4 separate regions of the Ovis aries genome follow, and regions 2, 3 and 4 are each linked to region 1. The links are chromatin contacts, called in public Hi-C maps. All regions are on one chromosome and are shown on one strand. Each heading gives the region's core, a stretch centred on a gene start, on an enhancer-like site or on the middle of the called end of the contact. The rest is flanking DNA. Distances are from core to core; before and after follow the strand shown.

What was found. A called contact is a pair of places that touch in the nucleus more often than the background predicts.
Region 2: a Hi-C map of hypothalamus shows a contact between it and region 1, with 4 times the contacts expected there. The contact joins the enhancer-like site here to the promoter of PTPRG in region 1. A contact is called at or near these places in 2 of 16 Hi-C or Micro-C datasets (hypothalamus and tail adipose tissue).
Region 3: a contact with region 1 is called in a Hi-C map of tail adipose tissue, with 8 times the contacts expected there. The contact joins the enhancer-like site here to the promoter of PTPRG in region 1. A contact is called at or near these places in 4 of 16 Hi-C or Micro-C datasets (hypothalamus, omental adipose tissue and tail adipose tissue).
Region 4: a contact with region 1 is called in a Hi-C map of omental adipose tissue, with 2.9 times the contacts expected there. The contact joins the enhancer-like site here to the promoter of PTPRG in region 1. A contact is called at or near these places in 2 of 16 Hi-C or Micro-C datasets (muscle and omental adipose tissue).

What each region holds. Positions count from the first base shown.
Region 1 is chr19:39,928,822-39,932,337 of ARS-UI_Ramb_v3.0, reverse strand. It overlaps PTPRG (protein tyrosine phosphatase receptor type G), which reads left to right and starts at 1,801. Exons shown (of 29, transcript XM_060402273.1): 1 at 1,801-2,599. The coding sequence starts at 2,515.
Region 2 is chr19:39,381,987-39,385,387 of ARS-UI_Ramb_v3.0, reverse strand. The region is part of intron 5 of PTPRG (protein tyrosine phosphatase receptor type G); the gene reads left to right. Among named protein-coding and RNA genes, the nearest start is that of TRNAE-UUC, 230 kb to the left of the region's middle. Within about 2 kb of position 1,962, at least 6 of the 54 cell types and tissues checked have an H3K27ac peak or open chromatin away from gene starts, as enhancers often do. A contact at or near this core is called in hypothalamus, where this site is marked.
Region 3 is chr19:39,267,768-39,271,653 of ARS-UI_Ramb_v3.0, reverse strand. PTPRG (protein tyrosine phosphatase receptor type G) reads left to right here. Exons shown (of 29, transcript XM_060402273.1): 10 at 2,492-2,600. Among named protein-coding and RNA genes, the nearest start is that of CEP15, 160 kb to the right of the region's middle. Within about 2 kb of position 1,998, at least 6 of the 54 cell types and tissues checked have an H3K27ac peak or open chromatin away from gene starts, as enhancers often do.
Region 4 is chr19:39,297,388-39,300,771 of ARS-UI_Ramb_v3.0, reverse strand. It overlaps PTPRG (protein tyrosine phosphatase receptor type G), which reads left to right. Exons shown (of 29, transcript XM_060402273.1): 8 at 1,422-1,614. Among named protein-coding and RNA genes, the nearest start is that of CEP15, 190 kb to the right of the region's middle. Within about 2 kb of position 1,576, at least 7 of the 54 cell types and tissues checked have an H3K27ac peak or open chromatin away from gene starts, as enhancers often do.

The sequences.
Region 1 (3,516 bases), core at 552-3,051:
TTAGAGAAAGAATTTCGCACAGTAGCTGGTAGATAGTAAGCATTCCACAACCGGCAGTTTTTATTGTTATTTTGCAGAGGAAAGTCACTTGGGTATGTCTATTCAGGTGTTCTGTCCTGATTCAAATTCCAGAGATTTCCCCATTTTATCACTCAGTTTTTAACGAGCTAGTCAGACACCCAGGGGTCCTATGCACCTCTCTGAAAACTCCTACTAACCAGTGGACATCCCTTAAATACACTCCCAAGAAAACTGACCCTCTCCGAGCATTTATGGGGGAGTAGGATTCGAACAAAACCAGGAAGGACCAAATGCCAAAGCAAACAAACGACTGATTCTCCACCCTGGGGGAGAGTGTTCACCCCCGTTTTGCTAAAGATAGAGCGCGGGCCCTCCCCGGGAACTTCCTGGTTTTTATTAGTTCGTAATCCCAAATGCAACTTTTCAAAGGTTTTTCTTCTGGAAGTGTGGGTGTGAAAGTGCTTCCCTAATAACATCTTGGGGGAGGCTCTGGAACATCTGTACATTTGAAAACCGAGCATCCGGCTGGGCTGTTTGGTTGGGTGGGGGACCCTGCGGGGTGGGCTGAAGCAGCAGGGGCAAGTTAAAAACAAGTCTAGATGGCGTTTAAACAGAGGCAAAAAAATTAGGCAAAAATTACAAATGGCTAATTACTTTGGCTCAGTTACACGTTTAATCAAAAGCCCGCCTCCCCCACTTTAGCACCGGCGTTAAGAGGGGAAAATAGGGCGCTTAGAAGTCTAAGCGATAAAGATCTTTCTCTCCACGAACTAAAGGACAAAACTCATTACAGATAAGCCCTGTTCTCCCATTTCCCTCGGACGCCTCTCCACGATTGCTAAAGAGGTTGCCGCTCCCCGCGTAGCTGCCAGGAAATCGGTCCAGCCCCGGGGCGCAGCTTTCACCCAGCGAGGGGTAAGAGGCGCACTTCCTGCGGCCTCCCCGCCACCAGGCTGGAGTGCGGGAACCTTCCCTCCTCCCGTGGAGCGGCGAGTTGGGAAATCTCGGCCACTGATCAGCCGTGCCGTGGGGAAAGGGGGCGTGGGACTCGAAAGGGCTGGATCTTGCAAGCCTAGGATCGGTATTCCTCCCCTCCCCCACCCCTCCCCAGCCGGGAACAAGGCCAATGGAAGCCCGAAAAGGGGGGAAAAAAATTAAATCGCAAAGCGGAGCCGGAGTGCAAAGGCCGCTCGGCTTTGTTTCCTGGCGGGGAATTCATCGGGCTGGGGGCTCGAGCAGGGGACGAGCAGGGCGCGCCCCGCCGTGGCGCTGCCAGTGCGAAGAAACCCAGCATGAAACCTTGCAGCCTTATAAACGCAGCCGGCCGCCCCTTCCTCTCCTCAGACCCGAGCCGGGGTCCCCCCGACTCTCGCCATCCGCGAGCAACGCAGACGGGGGCGGGGGGAGACCGAGCCAAGCCCGCTCAAACAGTGGCGTCTTTAAGAGCTCGAAAGACGGGAAACAGGCAAAGACTCGCCAGCCCGCGAAAGCAGTCGCCCTCCTCCCTCTCTCCGAGACCCGACCAGAGCGGGTCCCCAGTCCCGAAACTGCCCCGGCCGGCTCAGCAGCGCGCGGGGAGAACCTAGCTGTGGGACGCCCGAGGCGGGAGCCCCGCGCTGCAGCTTTAAGAGCTCGCGGCGCGCGCGCCCGCGACCGGCAGCCCGGCTGCGCGTCCCCGCGGTCGCCGCGCGCCCACTGCTCGCGCGCCACCGCCGCCGCCGCGCGTCCCCGGCTCGCTCGCTCGCCGGCTTTAAAGTCTCTGCCAGGATCCATGCTCACATGTTACTTCCTGTATGGAGGCATGGCTAGTTTCCAGCCCCGCGCTCCCCGATCCTCCCCAGCTCGCGCCAGAGCCACAACTTTCAGGAGCATGGACTGAAGGCGCCCTCGCCCTTGCGCCCCTCTGAGAGCCTTTGTGTTTTCCTCGGTTTCCTCCGGCTGTTCTATTTTGGGGGCTCTTCGCTCTCCCCCCGCCTCTACCCTCCCCTTCCCCGCTTGCAAACATGCCTCCTTCCTTCCCTGGGCCCTGGAAGGAGCTGCCTGCCTGAAGCCCGGAGACGCCGCGCCGCGCTCAGCCCCGCCGCCGCCCGCCGGCTCTCGGGCTCCGCTGCCGACTCAAGTTGGGGATCTTCGGCTACTCGCCGCCGCCGCCGGCGGTCTCTGCCTGCCCGGGGCTCCGGGCATCGCCGCCGCCCGCCGACTCCTCGCCCTGCCCGCTCGACTCGCTCCTTTTTGAACATAAAGCAGCTCTTCTCCGCCGAGGATCGTCCCCAGCGTGGCTCCGCGTTCTCGGCCACTTTTTGAGATTTTCTGGGGGGCGCTCGGCGGCTTCCCAGATTCCAGAGGGGGACTCGGGCGGCCGAGCGCGGGGGCCCCGTAAAGCAGGCGAGCAGGCGAAGAGCCGGGGCTTAGCGGAGGCTCACACCGAGGCAAGAACTTATTCAACAAGTTTACCCCCCCCTGCCTTCCTCTTTTCGATGTGCGTTTTCGGACATGCGGAGGTTACTGGAACCGTGTTGGTGGATTTTGTTCCTGAAAATCACCAGTTCCGTGCTCCATTATGTCGTGTGCTTCCCCGGTGAGTGCTGACCGCCGAGGGGACGCGGCCCTGGCCAGCGCGCGAGGGGGAAGCGGAGTTGCCGCCGGGGCATGGAGCTCAGGCGCCCGTCCCAGGGACCCCGGAGAGGGTTAAGTGGGGGTCGAGCACCCGGGGAGGAGAGAGGGATCCGCTCCGCTGACTCTGGCGGCGTAATTTAGGGAGGCTTGTGGTTGGGGAGGGTGGAAGCAAAGAGCTGGCCGGGGAGAGGAACGGGAGCCGCAGGGGTCTATTTCTCGCTCGGCTTTGGGGGCCTGGGGGATCCGGAGTCGGGAGAAGACTCGTTCCGCTGCTCCGCCGCTGTGCAGGAGAGCTAGAGCTCTGAGGCTGTTGGGGACAGTGGGGCTATGGGGAGGATGCCTCTGTGGGTTTGTGGGGGCCCTGGGTGCGTTCCCCGCTCAGGCGAGGATTGAAGGAGCTCAGAAGGGGGGATTGGATTTGTTGCTCCGCGACTCTTTGGAGGGGCTGATGTTCGTGGAGTGGAAGCTCGAGGTTGGCCGTGGAGGATTGGGGATGTCTGGAGCAGCCTGCGTTCGGGTCTCGGGGGTCAGGGACGACCTCAGCTCGGGGCTGGGGCGCGGGCTGCGCTTCGGTGCCGGCGCGAGGGAACCTTCCTGGCTCGGGGACCTGGGCGCGGTGGGAGAGCAGGGAGCAGGAGGTTTAAGGAGATCCGTGACTCCCCCATCCCGGGCCCGCGGCCCCCTTTGCTTGGCTGGGCTGCTCGGGTGGGGGGCGGGCGCGGGTCGGCGGCTGGGTTGCTGTTCGCTCCCGGGCGGATTTTTTTTCTGTCTCGCGCCCTGCCTACCTGCATCTTTGCCTTTTTGCAGGCTGTTAGCAGCTGGCGGACCCACACCCTCACCTTTCTGGTCGGGTTAAGATAGGAACACTGTTGACCACTG
Region 2 (3,401 bases), core at 713-3,212, 550 kb after region 1:
GTACGACTGGACCTGTGGGCAAGGTGAAATGAATGCCTCTACTCCATAGAATGAAGGGAGAAGGAAGGGAGCAGAGAAAGAGAAAGAAGGAGAAAAGGAAGGAGTGAGAAGGAAAGGAGGAAAAAAATATTAAACCCACTACCAAACACCCAGCAAAAAAAAAAAAAATCTAAAAACTATTTTTGAGTCAGAGACTGAGTGAATTTGTGTCAGGGACTCGTGATGGATTTTTACAACTTCTTCCTTAGACTGCTTTTGGGAATAATTGAAGGAAACTAATATGATTGCTAATTGATCCCTTTCCAGTTGCTGCTGTTTGAATATCATCCTTCTCACATTTTCCACATCCTTGGTTTTATCCAGCTATAAGTTCAGTTCTTTCACTACATTGCCTAGAAGTGTAATTTCAGAATGTTTTGGGCTAATTAAGAGACTTTTTTTTTTTAATATACACGCAAGAATTAAAATACATATGTTTCAATTAAACTTTTTTAACAGCTAATTGATTTCACAAGACCTACCATTACGTGAAGGCCAGAGTCATCGTTAATGTGCAGGTGCAATCGTGGAATAGATGTGTGGATGTACAACATTGCATTTATGCCCTGTGAGGTGTTTTCAGTACATCTCCTGTCTGCAAATGGCCTGTAATTCAAATTTCCTCTTAGTGGACATTATGGAGAACTATAATTGGCGAAGCATTACATAATTAAGAAACTTTGAAAGAGACCATGTGAAAATCTTCTTTAATTAAATATTGCACTTCAAGGACAGTCACCAAGTTCTTTGCCTCTGTACATCACTAAATGACAGTTTAGATTCTACCATTTACTTTAGAATTTAGATATTTTGACCAGTCACTGAATCTGATTGTCATAGTCTCAGATGAAACACTGGGAACTCTATAGTGATCCCATTAAAATGACAGAAGAGAGACTGGCTTCTGAGAGTGAAGTGGTTGGCCATGGTCCCATAGCTCTTTGAAATCTACTAAGCTAAGAATTCTAGTTTTGTTACTGTGAATCCAGTTGTCTGATTTTTCTTAAGCTCTGATTTCCCTGAAGTAGATGTACATACTTTAACTATTAATAATTAGATCTCTTGGGACCACTCTACACACAAAGTATCTTGCATCCCAAGGTTAGATGTGAGGGACAACTCTCTTCTTTTCCTTCTCTTTCCTCTAGGTAAACTAGTTGAAAAGATGCTTCTAAACAGAATGCAAGCACTTCTAATAAAAGTTAGTGTTTATCACAGACTTAATTCATGTGATCTTTACTGAGACCCCCCCCCAAGGTATTATTGTATCCATTTTACTGATGTACAAGGTGAGGCATGGAACTTTTTTCAGTATAAATTACTCAACATCGTATCAGCCAATAAATGTTGGAGTCAGTATTTCAACAGCAGTAGGGTATCTCCAGGGTCTTGCTCTTTGTGTAAAACTGAATCAGAAAATTTGGCTGTTCTGTTGGAGAGGGTAGAGAAAGAAGTGTATATCATTGGTACCAGTTATTATATATGTATATGTGCTTCGGAGCCTCTCTTAATTTTTCCAGTACCCGAAAGGTATTTTCTCATAACTTAAAATTTTGTCCTTACTCTTTTTGCCCATAATTAAAACCTTTGATCTCATTCTAAATTCCCTTAGACTCTGTGCCTGTAATTAGTTTATAGATTTGATGACAGCTTTCTTTCTTCTGCCTTTTCCCTTTTATGAAAAGGCTATAAAGGGAATTGAATGAATGGTATGGTTAGATAAGGATACTGTGAGTGAACAGGGTTAACATTTGAACAGTCATTTATTAACTTTTTTAATGGCAGTGGTTCTTTGAGGGAAGGGTGCAGGGGGTTTTCCCCCCAGAGGACCTGAAACCATGTCTGGCGACACTTCCGTGTGTCGCATTGGGGTAGTGGTGCTACTGGCATCTAGTGGACAGAAGCCAGGGTTGCTGCTCGGAATTCTGCAGTGCACAAGAGAGCCCTTCACAACACAGTTTGATCTGGCCCAAATGTCAGCGCTCACATTGAGAAACCCAGCTTTGCGTGAGGATACCAGAGGGTTTTGCTCTCAGTAGATGTGGGCTATCCGGGCTGCTTGGGTTATTCTGCTAGCTGATGGCTGTAAGAATAACGAAATCATCCCATGCCTGAGAAGTCCCCTAGGACTCTGGTCAACCAGGGTTTGACTGGATTCTAAGATAAGACTTAAAGGCTTAGATGCCTGTTTGCAGGGAAGGAATGAAAACGCAGATATAGACAACGGGCTTGTGGACACAGTGGTGGAAGGAAAGAGTGGGATGAACGGAGAAAATAGCATCAACATATATACACTACCGTGTGTAAAATGTATAGTGAGTAGTCACTGTATAATGGGGAGCCCAGCCTGGTGCTCTGTGCTGGAATGTGGGGAAGGGAGGGAGGCTCACAAGGGAGGGGATCAGTACAATTATGACTGATTTGTGTTGTTGGTGGGGCAAAAACCAACCCAACACTGTAGAGCAATTTGAATCAACCCTGCTTCTAGGTATTCCAACCTCATCTCAGCCCCTAGAAATTAAAGAACCCAGGGGAAATGTGTTCCCAGGCACTGCAATGATTTGTGAAACAAGCACCGATTTAATAGTACATTCACTTAGACCTAGAAAAGTAGACAAAGGTTAAGAGCATGTGCAAATGCCTTTGAACTAGACTTCAGTGGGAGCTGGTTTGAAAAACTGAGAGATCAAGGAAGCTCCCTTGGTGTAGGCTATAGGAGACTATGTCTCCGTGAATCACAGGATGCTCTTGTTCCCACGGCCCCTGCACTTTCCTAGGGCAGGATTTTAAAGCTGTTAACGCTGGTTTTATTTCAGAGGTCTGTTACGGCTTCTCTCAAAAGGTTTTGACTCTTTGGCCGTCTCGGCATTGTCTCAGAGGAGTGAGGAACCGTCTTGAGCTGGGTGAATCCGATTGTTACTCACCTGTGGTGCTGCTGCATTGAGTTGCCCAAATGAGAAGCTTGCAATTCTGAGTTCAGGGTTTACATGAAAACTGCTGTTGGTTTTCTTTGTCTGTAGGATCTTAATATATATGATACAAGTGCGCTTGTCTGAAGCCCAGAGCTTTTGTTCTCTGTGTGCTCTGGATGAGGCTTACCTGTCTTCTGTTAATATTTTTGGTTCCTGGAATGTGCTGAATCTTCATTGCTGCACAGGCTTTCTCTAGTTGCGGAAGGCAGGGGCTCCTCTCTGGTTGAGGCGCGCTGGCTTGTCTTGTTGTAAAGCATGGGCTTTAGGTGCGAGGACTTCAGTTGTAGCATGTGGGCTCAATAGTGCTTCGTGGGCCTAGTCGCCCCCGGCACGTGAGATCTTCCTGGACTGGGGAACAAACTGGTGTCCTCTGCATTGCAACGCAGATTC
Region 3 (3,886 bases), core at 749-3,248, 660 kb after region 1:
CTGCAGTCCCCACCGCTCCCTTCTGTCACATTTCATCTGCCTCACGCCTTCTACCTGCGAGACCTCGGCGACCACACCATTTTTAACCACAGTTCTCAGGCTCTCAGAGCCTGTAATACCTGACTTCACTTTTGAGCTACACATGCCCAGTTCCGTGTTTCATCTTAGATGTGCATAAATATTTAGTGGCCAGCCCCCAACAAGGCCCTTGAGAACAGATGTTTGCAGAAGCCAAGTCTTCTTCCCCTAGAAAAGCAATCACTCCAACAAGCGCTGGTCTTTACATCTTTGCCCGGAAACTCAAAGCGACACATTTGGGTTTGAAAGCCTGGCGTTTATTGTTAATCAAAAGAAGTCTTTGGGATAATGAAGCCCATCATTGTATATGTACATGAAAAATGTAATAGCACCGAGTGGGATTCTTAATGACTGTTACTGCTTTTTTTCTTCCCAATACAGAGTCCCCAGGGCCCGTTCAATCACTTACAGAGTAATACTTTCCGTATTGCTTCAGATGACGATTCTTTTACTTCATTTCCATTTATACTTTCAATTTCCCCACTAGATGTTGTTATCTGGGTCACATTAGGGAATGATGAGCTTCAAGAAATCAGAGAGGAATCTGTTGAAAGGCACCCAAGGTTGTGATGTGTTTTAACCTTTTCTCTTGTCAGGACCTGAAGTCCGGGAGGGAGGTTTCTCTTTCTGAGCTGAAGGGGCTTGCATTAATCAGCAGAAACTAGCTAGGCGCTTATTCGGTTTCTTATACTAAGTGGGAGATAATTAAACATGCAAAGATGAATAGATACCAGCTCAGAGTGAATTCTAATAAATCCCTGCTTAGAGGAAGCGAAGATTTTTGCTCTGCACAGAAGACGAGGTCACAGGTTTAGAGACTGAGGCATAAATGAGTTTCAGAGAAAGAGAGAGATGTAGAGAAAAACATGCTTTGACAGCAAGTTTTTTATAAGGATTTCTAGGGGTGGTTCTTTTCTTTGGGGACACACAAAATTAATTTTCTTAATTCCTCAAGAAGTTGAGAGTGCTGACTTAGTGGCAGCAAAGCTTTTCTCCAATTTAGGTTTCTGTGGCCCAGAAACATTCCCCAAGCATTTTCCTGGCTTTTGCCAGCATCCCCCTGACACACGCACCCTCACTGCCAGCCTGGGGAACAGGTGTTGTTGCCTGCCTTTTCCAAAAGGTAGGCTGAAAGTGAAATAATGGGACCCTAACCTCCCGCTCTACCCAGGAATACATTTGCTAGGCAGCAGGCAGCAGGCATGGCCACAGTAACTTGTTAATGCCTCTGCAGAGGTTTTCAATAGCTACCTTGGGGGAAACCCACTCAGTGGTTAAGCTTCCAGAGCTGCTTTCTGGACCTGGCCCAGAATTCAGTGACGAGACATTTCAACATCAGGGAGTCTTTAAAAATCAGTTGCTTTTGCTATTTGTTTCTTTGGGTAAGCAAGCCCTGCCAACTTTTTAGGCACTTTCCATTTTCTGATTTTTAAAAGTCTCTTGGAGTAAAGCTTTGCGGGATGGGGATCTGGATTTGGCTCCTGACCTGGGACCAGGGATTGGAAAACTTTTCTCTTGAAAGAGTCAGAGAGTTAAGATATTAGGTTTTAAGGCATCTGTGGGCAACTACTCAACTCTGCCACTGAAGGGTGAAAGCTGCCACAGCAACAGGGAAATGAATGTGTATGGCCGTGTGCCAATAAAACTTTATTTACAGAAAACAAACAGCGGGCCAGACTGGGGCTGTGGGCTGTCACTTGCCAACCCCTGTGTTAGACCAGGGGCGTGGTTTCTATTGTGTGGTGAGGACTACCAATCAAGGCTTGCTTGACCTGTGTTGTATGACAATCACAAGAACCCTGCGAGGGAAATCTTACTCTCTCCGCTTAACAGCTGGAGGGAGCAGAGGCCAAAAGACATTGAGCAGCTGACTCAGAATCACAGAGCTGGTGAGTGGCATGACACAGGTAGATCTCTTGTCCTCTGACTTCCGGTCGGGTATTCTTCCAGCTTCATGCCTTGTGTTATCCAAGGTCAAGGTACAACAGTGCCTTTAAACTGCAAAGAAACAGTAACACAGAGACTTCGTTGTGGCTTCTCTAAACTCTGCATGGCCCCGGAAATTCAGTACACTTGATGATTCTAGATGGTAAATCATTATCGTTTACAAGGTAGAGCAGTTTCGATAGAAGTCCCAGCCTCATGGGTACAAACAGGGCTGAAGGCACACTCCAAGACGGAGTCCAGCATCTATGTCGAGGCTGGTGTCCCTTCTCTGACTCTACATATTTTTGTGTTGAGAACATACTCCCAGGTGAGGTTGCTTCTGAATGCTTGTTCCTTTCAGAGTGAGCCTTTGGTCAGTGAGGAAGCACCGTGTTTGCTGGGCTTTGCATGGCACCCAGAAACCTACATGTGATGCTTAACAGTCTTTTATATTCGGCTTTACTCCTGTCCTTTCCTCACCCTGCAGAAAGCCACCATTAGCCACGTCTCACCCGACAGCCTTTACCTGTTCCGGGTCCAGGCCGTGTGTCGCAACGACATGAGGAGTGACTTCAGCCAGACCATGCTCTTCCAAGGTGAGGAGCTGGCCTTCTCGTCTGCCCTGAGCCCTTCTCCTTTGGGCTTTGTCTTTTTTCCTGTTCCAGTACGTACACATGAGACTACAAACCTGACCTCTAAACATCAGTGTGGGTTTTTGCAGTCACACCTGAAAAGCCTGGGCCATTTTGGCCTGTCTTTTAGGTAGGAGGTTTCACAGGCAAGAGGAGGGGAAGAAGGGTGAAGTGATTATTTTTAAAAATTAACGTTATTTTCCAACCGTGCATGTGTCTGCTACTGTATCAGATCATAGAATTGTCTCCTAGCCACAGGGAGGAGTGCTGTCTTTGGATTTTGAGCATGATCTAGTTAGCTGATTTAGGGTCTAGTGGAATGTTTCAGCTCAGCTTTGGGGCATGGCAAGAGGAGAATGCACTTTGGTGAAGAATTTAAAGGAGCTCTTAAAAACTTTGTCATCAAGATGTCATTAAAGATGTCATCTTTAAATGGAATATTTTTTAAACCAAAATCAGTGTAAAATACCCATGAACAGCAGCAAAAAATCAAAACTTTGCGTGAAGACAGGATATTCTCTGTCTTACTTGCCCCACGATCATCTCAGTCCTGGTTCCAGTAAAACTTGATTGACAAAAATTGGCAGCTGGCCTGTGGGCTGTAGTTGGCAGACCTAGTTTTGTGAAGCGAACTAAGACCAGTGTGGAGGGAGCGACCAGGGCATCAGGCTTTGCTCTCCCTGTCTGAACCTCCCTGGGAAGGTTCTTTACTTCCTGGATCCTCAGTTTCAGAGGCACAAACCAGGCCAATGCGTCTTCACATTTGTAAGTTATGTATCTGGGTTGAAGACTTTGGACATTTTCCCTAGAAAATGCCAGAAGTTTGCACATCACAGCTTCCAGGGTCTTTACAGAAACCTGTAAACCATAGATCCGGCTTCACTGTCTGGAATCCTGTGAAGAATGCACATTCACTGGCCCCTCCCAGACTAATCATCTCGGAATCTCAGAGGATGAAGCCCAGGAATCTGAATTTGAACCAGATGGCTCAGGTACCAGGCATGCAATGAGAGATGGAGAAGTTGCTGACTCAGAGCCGGGGCCTGACATGAGGGCCCCACGTTGAATCTTGGCTGCCACGTGATCTTTCTGTGACTCTGAAAATGTTGACTAATGTATCTAAGCTGCAATTTCACAGTCTGAAGGTGGTAGTTAGGAGAGTACTGCCCTCATGGGGCCCTTGTCAAGTGACAGGGTGATTCATGTTACGTAATTAGCACAGAGCCTAGAACCAATGCTCAATATCCCCT
Region 4 (3,384 bases), core at 327-2,826, 630 kb after region 1:
CTGTGAGGCTGTTAGAGAAACACTGGGGTTTGTCCCAAGCTTCAAGACGTCCATCCAGAAATCCCGGTCCTAATTCTCTTATTATCCATTGGCTTAACCACCTCCTGGTCCTGTTAAGTTTAGGGAAGCCACTCCATCTCATCTTGGGAAGTGGCTTTCTATTTTCCCTTGTAATCCTCTCCACTTAGGTCACCACAGAGCATTGAGTACAGTTCCCTGTGGAGATGCTCGTTAGTTGCCTGTTTTATACACAGTAGTATATATATGTCTCCCAATTTCCCAGTTCATCCCACTGCCACCCTCTACCCATGGCTGTACGTACATGTGTTCTCTACCTGTGTCTCTATTTCTGCTTCCCAAATAGGTTCATCTGTACTATTTTTGTAGATTCCATACGACCTTTTTTATGCTATGCAGAATGTTGAGGGCCATAAAGAATCCTTTTTGATAGTATAAATAGGATCCTGGAGTCCTGAATTTTTCTTTAATTTCCCCTGAAAGTGTAGACAGCAGTCTTGAGGAAAATGTTTCCTAGTAATATTAATAATAATGACACCTAATCTTTACGACGGGCTTACTGGCTGCTTCATAGATTTTAATCTTTTTAACAACCTTAAGAAAGGCAGTACTAGTATCGTATCCATTTTATAGATGAGGAAACCTGTGTTACAGAAAGCTTGAATAATTTGCCTATGATTACCCATCTGATAAATGTTGAACTTCAGTAGTTTAACCTGCACATCATGGGCTTGTCAACTTTGTAACACAGTAACTGCTGAACTGTATCCCTAGTATATAAGAAGGTACTTAGTAAGAATTTTTGATAAATTGCGAATATTTCTAAAGTTCTTCTGTTCTTGGAACTGTTTTAATGACCACGCATGGATAATCTCATTTACTGCTGACGCAAACCCAATCCGGTCGATGTTGCAGTAATTCTCACCATTTTACCAAGGAAGATTTGAAGCTCAAGAGAAGTTAAACAACTTTCTCAGGGTCACAGAGTGGTTGAGCCATGGAGCTAGAATTCCCACCCAGGAAGTCTGAGTCTCAAACTTACCAGTTTCACTATGTAACTCTGTGCTGCTTCCTGTAATATGGAAATTCTTGCCAGGCGTTGGGGTAGGGATGGCTAGGGGGTTGCTGCAGAAAGACCCGGCCTCTTGTCTGAGACACGAGCTGCAAGAGTCCTAAGCACCTTCCAATGAAGTGTTTTCCTTTTCAGTTGACAGAAAAGAATCCGCAGCTGGATAAGCCCACTGGCAGTGATTCCAGCCGGCAGCCTGTGTCTGGCTGAGTCTGTCCCACTCAACTTCGGGCACCTCCCAGCACCTTTTGTTCCCATCACCCCTCCTGGGTTTGGACCATGTAGCCTTCTAACCAAATTTCTTTTTTCTCCTTTTCTCTGGTTCTATGTTCAGCTCGAGGCTTTTTATTCCATCTTCACCACGGAGCAGCAAGACCACGTCAAGTCGGTGGAGTATCTGAGAAATAACTTCCGGCCACAGCAGGGCCTGAATAACAGGGTGGTGTACAAGTCTGCCGTTCGTGACGCCTGGAACCATGACATGACAGACTTCTTAGAAAACCCACTGGGGACGGAAGCCTCTAAAGGTACATTTGGATTCAGTGCCCTTGCCCAGAGGAAGATTTCCTTATCATAAATTACTTTAAGTGAAAAGGAGTTCGGAACCAGCCAAGAATTGGAACTTGGCATTAAAAGCATGTTTCTCTGCTAAAAGAGACTTGTCTGGGTGATAAATAGAAGCATTTGTGGGAATAACTTCAGTTAAATAGATATGTTCGGAATTGCCCTTTTGACTAGCGAAATATCAGTCCTTCTCTCTGTAATTTGACCTTGTAGTGTCAGCACTAAACTCGTTGATGTGTTAAAGCTTTTTGGTGTCTTACTTTTTAACTGTTTCCCTGCTGCAATCAGGTGTTTGTCTCTGAGCTCAAACATCAGGACCTCAGACTTGCTTTCAACACCCCAGTCTTCAGCTTTCTTACTAACTTCCATGCTAAGCAAGAAGTACCCCTCCAGCTCTCCACCTCCACCAGACATCATGTAACCTTTTAGATCTATTGTTTAACAGTTCAACTCCCAGATCTGAAAAACATAAGTTTCATAACTTGCTTGTGTCCTAATCTTTTTCCATTTCTCCTTTCTTTCTCATGGGAAATGGTCATGAATTTCTCTCCCAGGAAATTGGAAAGTCTGATTCTACCCTCAGCCCAACCTTCAAGCTCTGTGATTTGTCATAAAAACACAGAGCTCAGGAAACTCTTGGAGGAATAAGGTTTGTCAAAGACCCAGTATTTGGAAGGGAGGAAGGAAAAAGAAGGTATTTCCTTTGGGTTTGAAGAGATGGGTCTTTCCCAAATCAGTTCTCTCCTTTGAAATAGTGAGCTTGGGTGATGTGGGAAGCATTTGTCATTTATTGACGTTGACAGTAGACTGTGGTATTTTTAGCGTCGTGAGTTATATGCAAGGGCTTTATTTCAGGAGTGTACATACCCCTCCCTCCAATAAAAGGGACCAGTTTACTGGCATATGACCTTTATAGGAACAAGAGGAGTGAGTTGATATTCCAGAAATAACTGCATTGATGTGCCCTTTGATGATAAGAATGAGCCCATTTTCCAGGCTCATGTATCTGTAAAGGAGCTAAAAGAAGAGGAAAGGGAGTTTTAACAATGTGATCATCTCCTTCCTGTTGGTGTAGTTCTGTCAGAGGATGGTGCGAAGAAGCTAGTCTGGCCAGGTTCCATCAAGACATAATTGAGAATCAACTAATTTGGGGCTGACACTTTGTCAAGGGCATCATTTATCAACTGGGAACAGCAGGAAGGTTGAGAAGCACGCAAACCTGTAAAATATCTTGGATTGGACTGGCATGAAGAACCTCATTTGGCCAATTTTTTTTTTTTCAATCCAAGTTAAAAATAAAGCAAACGGCCAAACTGTAAAGCTTTCTCCCAAGAGAACATGCTTAGGGAAAGGAGGACTTTTAGGGCTGACTATGTTGCAAGAGGTGGGACATTTGCAGGATGGGGAATTTATATCACAAGTGAGTATAGGATCTGGTAGCTTGGAAATGCTGACGTTATGACAGTTACAAAGTTCTTTCCTAATAAATGGGCTTGACCATCTGATATACCAGCTGTGCAGAGAGGGTGTATAGTCCTTCTTACCCAAGGAAATTAGAGAGCAACTGGTTTCCATTGTGTTAAATTGTCAGAGTGGGCGGTGTCCTCCACCGAATGGGCTTTCTTTGATTTTGAGCAGAACCAAGGACCCATCCTTACGTAGAGGGAATCAGTTCTTCATCTTCCAAGGTTACAGTGATCATGGTGTGCATCCGTTGCTGACTCTTGAGATGT